Linked DNA regions of Ovis aries: region 1 is linked to region 2. A link is a contact called in public Hi-C data. All regions are on one chromosome and are shown on one strand. The core of a region is the stretch at or near the end of the contact, and the rest is flanking DNA. Distances in the headings are between cores, read along the strand shown. Region 1 overlaps ID2 (inhibitor of DNA binding 2). Region 2 has its middle 380 kb from the start of RNF144A.

Region 1 (3,683 bases), core at 274-2,773, 1.1 Mb after region 2:
ATCAGTATTCAGTTACTTAAATGAAGTCTTTTGGTCAGAAATTACCTTTTTGACACAAGCCTACTGAATGCTGTGTATATATTTATATATAAATATATATATATATTGAGTGAAACCTTGTGAACTCTTTAATTAGAGTTTTCTTGTATAGTGGCAGAAATGTACATTTCTGCATACAAAGTGTAATGATGTACTTATTCATGCTAAACTTTTTATAAAAGTTTAGTTGTAAACTTAACCCTTTTATACAAAATAAATCAAGTGTGTTTATTGAATGGTGATTGCCTGCTTTATTTCAGAGGACCAGTGCTTTGATTTTTATTATGCTATGTTATAACTGAACCCAAATAAATACAAGTTCAAATTTATGTAGACTGTATAAGATTATAATAAAACATGTCTGAAGTCAATGCCTGAATTCTGAATGATTTTTAAGATTCTGTCTCTATCTCGCCATTTTATTTAATCCCTCCTCCTTCATCGCTTCTACCACCCCTAAGGCTTGGAATCTGCAGTGCAGAGAAGGCCCTTATCAGACAGATGTGTGGTCAGGGCTAGCACTCTGGGGTAAAGGGCTGTTGCTGCTTTTTAGGGAAGCTGACTGTCCTGGGGAGTCTGTAAACCCAGAAGTTTCTTTTAGTCTGTCAAGGAAAAAGTAGCTCTGTGCCTTGGGGTGGGGTTTCCAACCCAAGAGTTACTGTGGTGGGGCCTCCTAGCACTTTAGATGTGGAATCTGGAGGACGACCTGTCTGAGTGGATAAGACACTTCTGCAGCAAATGAAACTGCTGTTAATCAGGAAAGAAAAGAATCCACAGAATTTCTGAACCTGATTTTAAGATTTAGAGGTGGGGCAAAAAGAAAAAAAATAACCCTCCATGCTACTCGTTGCTCCTAAGGCCCCTTTGCCCTGGGGGTGAAGCTGTAATATGGCCGCGAGCTCCCTCCTGCACCTGTAGCTCACCCAGCCTGGGGCGGAGGCTTGGGCCCTGCCCGGGGCTCCGAGACAGATTTCTGTTTAAATCTTTAAATCGCCCTTCACCCTTGGCTGCGCCTGGACTGCGCAGGGAAGGATCCGATTGCTGTGTCCACCGCATCCCTCACGTGGCAACTCTGGGACTGGTGTAGGTACGTGTTTACAGTTCATCTGTATCCCCGTATATTGATACTACCTTCTCACGTTGGAAGACACTTTATCGCTGGGTCGTGTGGCTTGAGGGTGGGGGTAGGATGCTAGGAAGGCCGGTCCGGGGTGGACGGGACCTGGAGAAGGAGCGGGGAGGACGGGCCGGTGAGGATGGGGCGTGGGGTGGAGGGGGTCTCACCTGGGGCCACCTTCTCAGGCCTAGCCGAGCAGGTGTAAGGGTGGCGCCGGCGAGTCCGCCCCGGGCGGCTGCGGCGTTTCCGGACCAGACGCTGAATCCTTCGCGGCCCAAGCGCGGGGCGGGGGCGGGGGCACCGGCGGTCCCAGCATCGCCGGGCTCCTGCACCCTTCCAGGGCGGGGGTGGGGCCCGTGCAGCCGGCCGGGCCAGCTCTGCGCATCACCCGCGCGCTGCGCATCGTCCCCGCCCCCGGACCGCATCTTCGCCCGCAGGTGGGCCGGTCCTTGGATCCAGGGGCCGTCGCTGTTGTCGTGGGTCATCATACCCCCGGGGAGGCAGGCTCCGGCGGCGGCCCCCGTCCGGAACCGGTTATTCCGACCGTGGCCGCCCTTCAGGACTGGCCCCGGCCGTCGGTCCACCCGTCCTCCGCCCTTCCAGCGCCCGGCACGATCGGCCACTCCGCGTGGGGCTGCACCCGGGAGCGGCGAGGGCGGGAAGCGCCAGGCCAGGTCGCTGGCCACCAGCGTCCTTTCCCTCCGGGTGGCGGGGGGCGCAGACCCCAGGCTCGGTGCCCCGCCCGCAGTCGGCTCGGACCGAGACGGTGTCTGACCTGGACGGAGGGGACCTCCCGCGAGGGCTCCCTGGCCTTGCGAGGGAAGCGTGGGGCGAGCCGGGCCCGCACGGTCGCTGGGAGCCGCGGGCAGTTCGCGCCTTTCGATCGACGACCTAAGGGAGCAGCCGCGTCCGGGAAACGGGAGCCCTTCCGAGGGGACTTGGGGCGTCGGAGCCCAGTGGTTCTTTCCGGGTCCGGCCGGTGGAGGCCGGGCGCCACCTGGTGGCCGCCTCGAGGAGGGCCGTTCGCGGGCGGGGGGCTTTGAGGCTTAGAAGCGAAATTGGCATCAGGGAGATGCAGCCTTTTGAAAATGAAGGATGGTGTCCTGCAAGCTTACTTCTCTAGCACATGTACAGTGGTTTCCACATGCGACTCATTTCATCTTTACTACTTCATAACTTGGATAAGATCCCTTTTGCAAACTAGTATCTACCACCAACTTGACACCAGGTGGGGTCCTGGATTTTTTAAAAAAGTATCAGATGTGATCCTTGGCCTCAAATAGATGATAAGGGGATTGTGGAGAAAAATGAATTGTGAAGTCCAAAGAAAGCCTGAACGTTCTCCCTTCTCTTACCTTAAGCTTCTGTTTAACTGAATGTTATTTATTTATTTTTCTGAATTATTTAAGCACTTTAGCCAGAATCTTCAATGCTGTGTTAAAGGAATAGGGGTGAGTGAGAGTGGGTATTCTTATCCTATCCTGGCCCTTGGAGCACAGGTCACCCTCCATCCCTTATGGATGACCTGACTCTAGGATTTTGTTGTAATATATAGTCTTTATCATTCTAGGAAGAACCCTTCCATTGTTAGGGATTTCTTGAGAATTTTAAATCATAATTTGGGGGGTGAATTTGGTAAGATAGTTTTACCATATTTATTGAAATTATTTCTCTAGTATATGATACCGATTTTTCTGATGTGAACTACCCTTTTATTTCTGCAATTAATCCTACCTGATGGCAAAAGCAATACAATATTGTAAAGTAAAATAAATAAATTAAAAAAACAGATATAAAAATCCTACCGGACACAACGTATTGTTACTTTTTATAGACACTGTTGCGTTCTGTCAGCCAATATTTTGCTTGGAATTTTTGAGAATGAAATAGAGCTGTGGTATCTTGTGCAGACCTTATCTAATTTTGGAATCAAGGTCACACTAACCTCAAACAATAAATGTCAGTTTACATTTACTCTTAGTCCTCAAAGTCATGGATAAATCCTCTGAGGTGGGCAGACATACATCTTCTATCCTGTGGAAACTGGGTTCAGAGATGGTGACTTGAGTGAGGAAAGATGCACAGCTGTTCGTGGACAGAGCAACTCGGCCCAGTGTTCTACTGGAATGGAGAAGAGGCTTCTGAATTGAAAAGGAAATAGCATTCTTGTCCATAAGAAGCTGTACTGTGGAGCTTTTCTCAAAAAAAAAAAAAAATCAATGTTAATTATTTATGGGGCTCGCTCTCCACAGCGTGGGCATGTGGCTCCAGGACCATTCAGAGAGTCAGTAGCCTGACTTGGCACCCACGCTCCCTTTCTGTGCTGGTGGGTAGGCGCCTCCAGGCTCCAAGTGTCGTTGTTCTAGTTGATGACGCTGCCAAGACTTCGGATGTCTTTCTGGTTCGTCATAAAGATCATCTGAGACAGGGGCTGTGAGGTGGGTTGAGAAGCTCAGCGCAGGTACTGTGTTCAGTGCCAACCACAGACACAGGCACTCTGAGTGGCACCAGCCCGAGGTCACAAGAA
Region 2 (3,758 bases), core at 291-2,790:
ACTGTGAAGAGCCCACAAAAGCACCTGGTGAGAACGGGTCAGCCTCAAACACCTGCTGGGCCACAGCCTGCGGGTGCTGGCTTCTGGGTGAATTCAAGTAAGGCCTCTTATCACCTCTCCTCTCCCTTTCCAAACTCCCCATCCTTGAAGGAGCCAGGAATTGGAGCTAGTGACAAGAGAGAGAACAGGAGGCAGCCTGCAGGTCTAGTTGGGGGTGACACCTCAAGTTCACTCATTTCTAGGTTTGTTACTACATGGGAATGGACCCAGCCATGATTTAACTACTATATGGTTTTGTGACATCAAGGAGCAGAATTTTTTCCACTTAAAAGTGATCCCCCAAATATCATGAAACCTGCCTTAAATTAATACCAGGAACAAAGAGTTGAACTAGTCCACTGAGCAGGGGTAAGGGCAGAGGGGACCCAAGGACGGCACACTCAATTATTATGGTGGGGACATGAAGCATGCATGCGTGCTAAGTCACTCTAGTCATGTTTGACTGTGATTCTATAGACCATCACCTGCTAGGCTCCTCTGTCCATGCGATTTTCCAGAGAAGAATACTGGAGTGGATTGCCATGCCCTCTTCCAGGGGATCTTCCCGACCTGGGGACTGAACCCGTGTCTCTTACATCTCCTGCATTGGCAGGCAGGTTCTTTACCATGAGCGCCACTGGGACACATAGAGAGATGGGTAAATGAGGAATGCAACTGGACAGGAAGTCCCTCAGGGGACTGAGGCCAGCCTGCGGTTTTATAGGAGCATTGAACGGCTCAGGGCACTGAGGTGGACAGGAAAGCCACTGCATTTCTGTTTTCTCCACTGGCCCAGAGGTGCCATCCTGCTTGGCCACAAGGTTCTGGGTCATGTGCTCTTAGGGCTCAGAGGACCTGGACTGGAGAATGCCCAATACGATTGCATTTATCGGTCACCTGCCTGTCTACATGTCTGGCCTGGAAACTCCCTAGGACAAAGTGGTGTACGGTCACCAAGTCCTCCTAGCAGAGGTCACCGGGTCTGAAAATGCCCAGTAGTGAGTATTTAGCTATTAAGTGACAAGAGCTGGAGCAGAGGTTTGTGGGGAGATAGAAGAATGACCTAATTCTATGTGAGGCACCTGGGGTGGGGATCAGAAATTCAGACCGAGAGAGGACACTGAACTTGCTTGCAGGATGCCCAGAGATCAAGGGGATGAGAGGGAAGGTGCACTGGCAAAAACACGGAGGGGTGGAGAGGCTGGGCCCAGGGTGGGTGCCCCTAGGGGCTCTGGGCAGGCAGGTGTTGAGGGTTCTCCTGATGTCTGGGACTTCATCTTTCTGCAGGAGGTGGGCAGAAAGGAGTAAGACACCCAGGCACCACGTTTCCACTGCGGTCAGCTCAGTCTGGCCTCCTGGCGCCAGGGATCCCGAAGGCTGCAGACCCCCAGCAGGAGGGATAGAAGCAGTTCCTGGCCCAGAGCTCGCTGCCCTCTCTCCGGAACTGTTTTTTCTCCGCCGCTCTCTGAAAGCCTTATTGATTGCTCAAAGTGAACTGCCTCAGCCCACGGTTTCCTCAACCCCCAGAGCAGCTTGCATTTCCTCTGACGTGGCCTCTGTCCTCTCCCCTCCCCCAGGAGGCCTGGGGTTTTTACATTTCAAATCCTTGACAGCTGGGTGAACTTCTGCTTCCGCCAGAAGAAGGACCCTTTGCTGTTCACAATGGCCGGCCAGTGGCACCGGGGCTATTTTATCTCCAGCTGTGAGAGAGGCTTTTTCAAACGGCCGGGAGAAGCTGCTGTCCAGCTGCGGCACCTCGCCCTCTCGCGGGGCTCTGCATGTTAATCAGCGGCCTCTCACTGCAGCGTTTGTGGGGCGGCGGCAGGTGCGCGCCTTCCCCCAGCCGCCCGAGCATCCCCGGAGGCCTTCCGCTCAGGCAGGTGAGCCCAGGCGTGACGTCATCGCAGGTGTGCGCTCCACGCGCCTGAGCGCGGCCAGGTCCATCTTGGTGCCCTCAGGTGTCCCAACCCACGTCTCTGCTCTGAGTCAGCTCTAAGGTATATAGGGCTTCTCACATGGTGCATAAAGCCAGAATCCTGGACACACTGGAGAAATACACACGGGACACTCGGAAGGTGACAAACGAACCTGGACAATCCCGAGTGCACGCCCTGATTCTGTCCACTGGCTGGATAACTTCCGGGAGCACCCAGCTTCTCCCCACTTCTCCCCACCCAGCTTCACACCCACTATGCATTCCCTGCCCAGCGCCTTTGCTCAGCCCAGTCCCTGGTTTGGAAAACTTTCTGCATCCATACAACTGTCCCTGTCTGTTGAATCTCATTCATCTTTAGAATCCTGGCTTAACTGACTGTGCTTTCCAAACTTTTCCCAAACTTTCTGGGTAGCCATGGTGCTTCTCCAGGGTATTTTGCTTCTCTTTAATATGAATAGCAAGGATTCATAATCAATGAGTTTTTACTAAGTATCAAGTGCCAATGTCTTTCAGGTCCATCCATCTCCTAGTCCTCTCAACATGGGGCTTGGTTTGAATCATTATTTTACACACAGAACCAAGGCCCAGAGACCCGCCTATGTTGGCTGGGCACTGGCAAGGCCTCCGTAGGTATGGGGCGGCGGCAGGTGCACGCCTTCCCCCAGCCGCCCGAGCTTCCCTGGAGGCCTGCCGCTCAGGCAGGTGAGCCCAGGCGTGACGTCATCGCAGGTGTGCGCTCCACGCGCCTGAGCGCGGCCAGGTCCATCTTGGTGCCCTCAGGTGTCCCAACCCACGACTCTGCTCTGAGTCAGCTCTAAGGTATAGGGACGACCCCACGGCATTGTCGAGTGCAACTGTCCTTCATGCGGCTGAAGATACCTCCCTCCTAGTCCTGGATCTCCCTGAGGACTGGGTCCTGGTGACATTCATCTTTGTGTGCTCTGCAGTGCCTACCCTTATAGACGTGGAAGAATACATGGGCCCGAGAGAGAGTGGCACCCACACCACACCCGGAACTATAGTCCAAGCTTCTGTGTCAAGTATCTGAGGATGCCACCCAACCATCCAGCAAGAAGCGTTTTGGCATCTCCACCCTGAATATTCATTAAAAGGAGTGATGCTGAAGCTGAAGCTCCAATACTTTGGCCACATGATGTGAAAGGCCAACTCATTGGAAAAGACCCTGGTGCTGGGAAGGACTGAGGGCAAAAGGAGAAAGGGGCAACAGAGGATCAGATGGTTGGATAGCATCACTGACTCAATTGACAGGAATTTGAGCAAACTCCAGGATATAGTGAAGGACAAGGAAGCCTGGCATGTTGCAGACCATGGGGTCACAAAGAGATGAACACGGCTGAGCGACTGATGGCAACAAATATGTGGGTTGGACAGGACAGTAGGAAGGAAATGTGTTAAAGCCTCTTTTCCTTGTACTTGTAACAAATACAGTTGCTCTTAAGTACAAATAAAGTATGTTCTACACAGAAAAAATTATAATCTATAAGCTATTAGTACTAGTGAAAGACTTCATATATTGATTGAATAAATATATATTCAGTGTGAGAGTGGTTATAGTGGGTATCCCAGGTACAGCAATGAGTAACACAGAAAGTACTGCCCTTGTGGGACCAGTCTTTAATTTAAAATATATTTATAATTTATCTGATGATGATAAATGATCTAGAGACCTATGAAGCCTAACAAATTGAATTATATAGTTTAAAAAATGTATGTGGTGGATAGAGAAAGCCTCCCATCTGTGTAGAGCCTTGAAGGAAATATG

Evidence for each region. Hi-C and Micro-C count contacts between places; a contact is called where the count stands out from the background.
Region 1: a Hi-C map of liver shows a contact between it and region 2, with 10 times the contacts expected there. The contact joins two enhancer-like sites. A contact is called at or near these places in 9 of 16 Hi-C or Micro-C datasets (blood, hypothalamus, liver and 4 more).

What each region holds. Positions count from the first base shown.
Region 1 is chr3:18,204,343-18,208,025 of ARS-UI_Ramb_v3.0, forward strand. It overlaps ID2 (inhibitor of DNA binding 2), which reads left to right. Exons shown (of 3, transcript XM_004005671.4): 3 at 1-410. Among named protein-coding and RNA genes, the nearest start is that of ID2, 3.8 kb to the left of the region's middle. Within about 2 kb of position 1,524, at least 14 of the 54 cell types and tissues checked have an H3K27ac peak or open chromatin away from gene starts, as enhancers often do. A contact at or near this core is called in liver, where this site is marked.
Region 2 is chr3:17,147,956-17,151,713 of ARS-UI_Ramb_v3.0, forward strand. No RefSeq gene overlaps it. Among named protein-coding and RNA genes, the nearest start is that of RNF144A, 380 kb to the left of the region's middle. Within about 2 kb of position 1,541, at least 5 of the 54 cell types and tissues checked have an H3K27ac peak or open chromatin away from gene starts, as enhancers often do. A contact at or near this core is called in liver, where this site is marked.